Regions from separate parts of the Hordeum vulgare genome. Here region 1 is linked to region 2. The links are chromatin contacts, called in public Hi-C maps. All regions are on one chromosome and are shown on one strand. Each heading gives the region's core, a stretch centred on a gene start, on an enhancer-like site or on the middle of the called end of the contact. The rest is flanking DNA. Distances are from core to core; before and after follow the strand shown. Region 1 holds the start of LOC123425706 (vacuolar protein 8). Region 2 has its middle 290 kb from the start of LOC123425706.

The links. Hi-C and Micro-C count contacts between places; a contact is called where the count stands out from the background.
Region 1: a contact with region 2 is called in a Hi-C map of leaf, with 7 times the contacts expected there. The contact joins the promoter of LOC123425706 here to the enhancer-like site in region 2. A contact is called at or near these places in 5 of 6 Hi-C or Micro-C datasets (leaf and seedling) and 1 of 1 datasets of contacts at active chromatin or transcription factors (embryo).

What each region holds. Positions count from the first base shown.
Region 1 is chr2H:169,599,019-169,603,153 of MorexV3_pseudomolecules_assembly, reverse strand. It overlaps LOC123425706 (vacuolar protein 8), which reads right to left and starts at 1,843. Exons shown (of 2, transcript XM_045109419.1): 1 at 1-1,843. The coding sequence starts at 1,372.
Region 2 is chr2H:169,308,791-169,312,787 of MorexV3_pseudomolecules_assembly, reverse strand. No RefSeq gene overlaps it. Among protein-coding and RNA genes, the nearest start is that of LOC123425706, 290 kb to the left of the region's middle. Within about 2 kb of position 2,072, at least 3 of the 3 cell types and tissues checked have open chromatin away from gene starts, as enhancers often do. A contact at or near this core is called in leaf and seedling, where this site is marked.

The DNA.
Region 1 (4,135 bases), core at 594-3,093, 290 kb before region 2:
CCTTCTTGGTCTCCTCCGACACGTGACACAGCCGGTGCGCCGCTTTTAAGGCGCAGTGCTGCAGCGTGGTGTCGCCATTGCGGAGGAAGAAGAGCACGCGGTTGAGGAAGACGGCGCCGATGAGCCGGTCGATCGAGTCCGGCGATGAGAAGCAGAGCGCGTCGATAGCGCGGAGCGCAACCTCCCGTGCCTTTGAGGAGCGCGGGATGCCCGGGTCCAGTGCGCGGACGAGGGACTCGGCGGTGCCTTCTTGGAGCACGACCTCCCTGGATGAGCTGTCTCCGGAGGCGATCGCCGCGAGGAGCTCCATTGCCTGGATTTGCGCCCCCTCCTCGGCGGGCCCCTGCAAGAGCGACACGAGCACCGGCACCGCCCCGGCGTCGGCCACCATGTACTTCCTTATCTCCTCGACGCCCACGAGGCTCTTCAGCACCCGGCACGCCGCGCATACGAGCTCGCCGCCGCTGGCACGGTGGTCCGAGCAGATGTTGACCAATGCCGTGACGCCGCCGTGCGCGGCGACGGCCCATGCGTTGTCGGCGTTCTCGGTGAGCTTGCTGAGCACCCGAGCCGCCCGCTCCTTCGCTGCCGGCCCGGCGCCCGTGTTAAGAACCCGGATCACCGGAGCGATGACGCCGCCGACGACCAGGTCGCCCTTGCAAGCGTCATGCCCGGCGATCACCGAGATGGCGTCCAGTGCCTCTTCTTGGATGCAAGCGTCTGGGGACTCGAGCAGCCCAACGAGAACCCCAATTCCGTCGGCGACGTCGGACACGACGAGCCGAACGCACTTGTCGTCGTCTCGCAGCACCTCGTTGAGCGCGGCGGCGGCCTCCCTCCGCATCTCCGCTCCGCCGACCCGGAGCCTGGCGAAGAGGTCGCGCACGTAGAACCGCACGTCCTCGCGGCTGGCGCCGGCGCACGGCCGCGGCACCACGAGCGCCCGCGCGCGCGTCAGCGAGCCCGAGGCGCATATCTCGTCCAGCCGCGCCAGGTGCGTGTCGAGCGTAGACGCGACGACGTCGAGGTCGCTCCGCAGCCGCAGCTTTCCGCCTCCGTAGTGCCGCCCCTGGCTCCGCGGCACCAGCTCCCGCGCCTCCCTCACCGCGTCAACGACGTCCCGCAGGAGGCCTTCGAACGCCTCGTGCCTCTCCCCGCCGTCGGAGGCCGCGATGACGGTGATGTCCGCGAGGCCGGCGTGGAGCCGGTTGAACCTGTCCCTGACGAGCTGCCACTTGAGCGGGAAGAGGGAGGCGGAGAAGGATGCAGATATGAGAGAGTTTATGGCGTCCAGTGCCGTCGCAAGCCTCCCCTGCTCGTCTTGCTCTGCTTCTTGGCTGCCCGCCTCGCCCGCCGCCGCAAATTCTCCCATTCTTCCGACGAGCTCAGCTCACGCACGGACCCTTACCACGTCGTCAATTCCTGCCGTTGCATCGAGCGAGCAAGAAAGGGACGAGGAGCCAGAGCAGGCGGTGGAGCCATTACTAGTTGTGGTATGCGGAGACGGCGGGGGAGTGTGACGACTGTGACTGCAAGGTGGTGGCTCAACTCTTGAAGGCAAGCTCTACTTCAAGGTAGTTAATGGAGTTTATGGAGGCGGAGGCGGGGCCGGTGGTGGGTCCCCCGGACGTGGGCGTAGCACGAGCACGACTGTCGATGCAGTCGGACTCTGGGGAGATGCTGCGTCTGTGCCCGCGTGAGGAGTGAGGATGAGGGCCTGGGGATTGGGGCGCTGTGGCGGAGAAGAAGCGAAGGACGATCGAAGGAAGGAATGTAAGTAGAGGCAGATGTCCGGGGGTCTACGAACTAGGATCGTGTGAGTTGCCCAGCGATGCTACACGTACAGTACGAAAATGTTCGAAGGTGCCCGAACCTCTTAACGTCAGATCACTAAACTAACCAATCATAAAAAAGGTGCCCGAACCTCTTAACGTCAGATCACTAAACTAACCAATCATAAAAAAAAATAGATTCACACGGATCCTTCAAACTTACCTCAAACGTACGGGTTGACCGACATTCCTCTTTTTCAGTCCAAATATAAGACGGATACGGAAAGAAGGGCACGCCCGCCTAGCCCGTACTGGCCCGCGTTGGTCCGTATCTATCCCACATATATTCGTTTTATGCGTTCGTCGGATCAAACCCTAGCCGTTTCACAACATTCCCCTCCACTCCCATCAGCCGTCCAAACTCACCTCTTGCATGGCGTCCGCACAACCGGTGGTTGGATCCGGTGTTGCTGGCTCACCAGAGGTGGTGCGGTCCGTCTGGCGTCTGAACGCCATGGCGGAAGCGCAGCCCCTTCGTTGGCGCATTGAGCATGCATCATATGGTCGAACTCGGACGAAATCATGGCGTAGCGTGCCCGCCGGGCGAGGCGGCTAGCACGGAATGCAGCGGAGGCCCTTGCGACGACACATGTTGGAGAGGCGGAGTCACTCTCTTCCGCGCCCCATATTGTGCACTAATGCGGTCGACGCAACCGCGTCGTGATGGACGTCGGCTCCTACGAGGAAGGATACGTCATCAACCTCACGTCGACTCGCACTGTCTGGGTTACGGGCTCCGACAAGGACCTATTGGATCACTAGAAGGGATATCTAGAGGAGGGATGAATAGACTATTTGACAAAATTAAAACCTAACATTTCCTCAATTTCAATGGTTGGCGGATTTTAGCAATTATAGCAAGTCAAGCACACCCTACATATGCAAACCTACGAGTATAACAGGGAATGTAAATACATGCACATGAAAGTAAGGAGTAGAGTTAGGAAGATCAAACGCAAGGATTGACACGATGGTTTTTGGCGTGGTTTCGATAAATGATGCTATCATACGTCCACGTTAATGGAGACTTCAATCCATAGAGGGTAACGACCGCGAGAGTCCACGGAGGGCTCAACCCACGAAGGGTCCACACAGAAGCAACCTTGTATATTCCGTCATGGCTTATGTCCACGAAGGACTAGCCTCACTCAGGGTAGATCTTCATGAAGTAGGCGATTTCCTTGCCCTTACAAACTTCTTGGTTCAACTCCACACGAAGTCGGAGGCTCCCAAGCGACACCAAACCAATCTAGGAGACACCACTCTCCAAAAGATAATAGATGTGGTAGTATGATGAACTCTTCGTTCTTGTGCTTTAAAAGATAGTCTCCTCAACACTCAATCACTCTCTCATTGATTTGGTTTGGGTAGAAGAGATTGATTGGGTGGAAAGCAACTTGGGGAGGATAGAAATCAAGATTCATATGTTAGGAATGGAATATCTTGATCTCAACACATGAGTAGGTGTCTCTCTCTTAGAAAAATGGATGGGGCAAGTGTTTGTTCATTCTGAGTGCTTCCTCTACGAATGAGGGGTTGCTGGAGGGGTATATATATATGCATCTCCAAAAATCCAACCGTTACAACATTATTGCACAACTCGATGAAACCGAAGTAAAATCTCGATGGCACCGACTAGTGCAAAATATGGCAACTTTAGGATTTTCGGTGAGATCGATATATGAATCTCAGAGGTTCCAATTTTGGATGGCTTAGGCAGTTACCAAACTCGGTGGCACTGATTTGCCAAACTCGGAAATTCTGATTTTAGAAAATGGGTAACCAGTGAGTTGGTGAGTGTTTTTCGGTCAGACCGAAACCAAACTTGGTGGAACCGAGATGCTAGGGTTTGGCATGGGTTCTGTCTAGGATAAAACTCAGTGGGGCCGATTTGGAAATGTTGGTGGCACGGAATTTGACTTTGTGGTTTGGACATAATATTTGTGGGAGAATTTCATGAGTATTTTTTGTGGCTAATCTCTAAGCACTTGGGCAACTAGATCATCATGGTCACCTCATACTCTTTTAATAGTATTGTCTTTCCTATGGACTCAAATGTGTTTTCTCACAAAATATAAAATATAGAGTCTTGAAGTTTGAAGCATGGCCAATCCTATTCCTTTAATTCCTTGGGGCTTCTCCTCACAATCCTTAGCCAATCCTGTGTGTGGACTATATCTGAAATACACTAGATAAGATATTAGTCCAAAAGTCAATGTATGTTGTCATGAATTATAAAAACCACCAAGGGAGTATATGTGCTTTCAATCTCCCCTTTTTGGTAATTGATGACAACATACAAT
Region 2 (3,997 bases), core at 823-3,322:
TCGCAAAAGGAAAACGTGCCAATAAGTGCAGCAACTCGCAAACGAATACTCGTCTGTGACACAAACTAGCACCTCTTCCACCAGCGACTCGCTGTCAAAGAGTCGTTTATATTTATTGCGCCTGTTATGGTGCCAAAAGTGCCATATTTCTCTTCAAATAATCCTCCAGAATCGTAGAAGAAGACAGTGGAGAACGGGAGGGCCTTTGTCTCTAGCATGACAAAAGGGAAGTGACTATGTCTCGCTCCTAGCGAGACATAGGGAAATCCCTATTTGCAGGCGCCGGTTAAAGACCAATTTTCTTAACCGGCGCCTGCAGCCGCATTAATTGGACTGGTCCATTTAGCGGTTTTTGTTCCGTTTCCAAAAAGGCAGAAGAATATTGTGAGAGAGCGAGTCGAACTGCTGACTTGTTGTATCGAGACGCAATCTGATAACCATCACGGAAAACAGTATCTTCGGATATTTCTTTTACCTTTCTTGTTCTTTTCATTTCCCTTTTTCTTTCTTATTCTTCTTGGTTTTGACGAATTTCTTTATAAAGTTGATGTATCTTTTTATAACAGTTCATGAATTGTTTATCAAAATTCATTGTAATTTTTTCTTATTTGATGAAATTATTTCAATTTTGATGAACTTTTTAAAATTTGGTGAACAATTTTCAAATTTGATGTACTTTTTTCATATTCGATGAAATTATTTCAATTTTGATGAACTTTTTAAATTTCGGTGGACAATACTCAAATTTGATGAACTTCATTTCAAATTTGACGAAATTATTTCAATTATGATGAACTTTTTTAAGTTCGGTGTACAATTTCCAAATTCAATGTAGTTTTTTCATATTCGATGAAATTATTTCAATTTTGATGAACTTTTTCAAATTCGGTGAACAATATTCAAATTCCATGAACTTCTTTACAAATTTGATGAAATTATTTCAATTTTGATGAACTTTTTAAAATTCGGTGAACAATTTTAAAATTTGTTGTATTTTTTTCATATTCCATGGAATTATTTCAATTTTGATGAACTTTTTTAATTCGGTGAAAAATATTCAAATTCGATGAATTTCTTTTCAAATTCGATGAACTATTTTCAAATTTTATGAACTTTTTAAATTCGGTGAACAATTTTCAAATTCGATGTACTTTTTTCATATTTGATGAAATTATTTCAATTTTGATGAACTTTTCTAAATTCGGTGAACAATATTCAAATTTGATGAACTTCTTTTCAAACTCAATGAACTATTTTCAAATTTTATGAACTACTTAAGATTTTATGAAATTTTCTAAATTTGATGAACATTTTTCAAAAATACATTAGCTTCCGTTTCAAACTCGATGAACAATTTTTCAAATATGTTGAACTAATTTTAAAATTTATGAACTGTTTTCCAAATTTGATGAACTATTTTCAGAAATATGATGACCTATTTTAAAATTCGATGATCAATTTTGATGAAATATTTTCAAATATGGTGAACTTTTTTCAAATTCGATGAACTTTGTTTTTCGAATTCAATGAACTATTTTCAAATTTTATGAACTATTTTTGAAAATCCATTAACTTTTTCTAAAATTCAATGAACGTGTTTCAAATTTGCTAAACTGTTTTTCAAATTTGACAAAATTTCTCAAATTCGATGAACATTTTTATTTTCAAAATCTAAGAACTTTTATTCAAAATTTGATGATTTTGCAGGTTTGTGATATTTTCTTTCAAAATGAAGAACTTTTTTCAAAACAACGATTTTTCCCAAATAATTCAATTTCCTCTTAAGAGGTACAATAGACGAATGACTCTACGGAATAAAATAGTGCTGTGCCATTGATATTACGCATTTTCCGCTATTGAAAATCATCAAACGCTGCTAGCCTGAGTGGCTGGTTGCATTGTATGCGAACTAGATGTACCGATTTCGAAACATTCTGAAGAGACAAATAATTTGTGCGGTTTTAAAGCTTTCGCTTTTCTTCCCGTTTGGTGGGCCGGACCAGTCGCGTCATCTTGGAGCGCCAGGACCCTGAACGGGCGCCTGCAGCGCCGTTTAGGAGATCCCGAGACATAGCGCCAGCTCCAATCAGGCGCCACCCTAAATGGGCCAGTCCAGTGCGCGGGAGGCCACTACCCCGTTATTTATTTCTGTATATTTATTTAAAAAGTTTTTCATGTATTTAAAAAATGATAATTAAGCCATTGAAAAATTTCAATCGAATATATATTTTGACTTGGTTAATCAAGAATTTAAAGATATTAATTAATAATTTGAAAAATGTTAATCAAGCATGTGAAATATGTTAAATGTGTATAGAAAAATGTTTGACATATATAGAAATATATAACAATACAGTGTATATAAAATTGTGAACTACTTTGTATATAGAAATATTAACAATGTATAAAAAAATGGAGTATGTATTAAAGCATGATAACAATGTATAAAAAATGTTATTCTTCTATATGAAAGTTTACAATATCATTAAATAAAATTGAAAATCAAATAATATTTATTTTAAAAGGTTAACTTTGTATATAGAAATGTTGTTGACGTATAAAAATATGTATATTGTGTGTGAAAACCTGTCTATTGCCAATAACAAATGTTTGCTGAGCATTGAAAAATATTGTCCATGTATTTGATAAATATTAATCTTGTCTTTGAAAAATGTTAAGTTTCTTACAAAATGTATGAGACACAAAAAATTGTACAACGTGTCTCAAAAATTAGACATCAAAACAACCAAGTTTTCAAAAAAGTGATTATTATATATTTATAAAATGTTAAACAAGTATATAAAATATATTTTTGACTCATACTAAAAAAGTTGAATGTGTAATGATATTTGTTGACATGCTTTACAAGAAAGAAACCCGATGAAATAGGAAAAGAATCAAAGAAAAATGAAGGAACCCATTAAAAATTCAAAAATATATAATGGAAAATAAAGAAAATTAATGCAAACAAGAATGAAATCTGTGAAAATCAAGAAAGAAACAAAGAATAATGAAGAAAACTAATGAAGGCAAAAAATAAAAATGAAAATGAAAATGGAGAACATCGGAAAGATACAAATAAAAACACAGAAGAAGGAAAAGATTCAAAAATCCAGTGAAAGAACGGAAAGAAAGGAAGAAAACCAATGAAAAAACTACGAAAAGGGAAAAATGAAGAAACATGAAAAACAAATTTAGAGAAACTAAAAACCCGAAAGAAGCGAACAAGTCAACCCCAAGTGAGTGCGCGGTATGAAAAAATTCTAAGAATGGACCGATGAAGAACTATACGTCGAGGAAAAAGCTTCATGCGAGATGAGAGCTACGTGGGACCTCGTAAGCGCCGGCTAGGGGAACTGTGCACATGTGCCCGCCCGAGACGCCTCGTTCACTCGATCACAATTGATCGTTCACATTTGACCGGTTAACCGTTCAATTTGAAAGAATATGGGGGAAATCTGGGAAAACATAAAACAAATCTTGAATTTAAAATAATCACAAAATTTGAAAGAAAGATTATGAACTTGAAGAAAGTTCAGGAATTTGGAAAAAACAAGTCATACATTTTAAAAACAGTGCATTCAATTTGAAAAAAACAGTTCATTAAATTTGAAAAAAAGTTTATCACATATAAAAACAATCATAAATTTTAGGGATAACTGCATTTGTGCCCCTAGTTGGGTCACACTCGACTGATTTGCCCCTATTTTTTCAATAATTGCGGTTTTGCCCAGCTCACTTCACTAGCCTTGTGTTTTTGCCCTTCCGGCATGGTTCGGTCCAGTCATGTTTCGCCACGTGGTGACTGATAACTGGAAGGAACCGTGCCGGAAGGGCAAAAACACAAGGCGAGTGGAGTGAGCTGGGCAAAACCGCAATTATTGAAAAAATAGGGGCAAATCAGTCGAGCGTGACCCAACTAGGGGCACAAATGCAAATATCCCTAAATTTTAATAAGATCTAGGATTTTGGAAAAAGCTCATCGAATTTGCAAAAT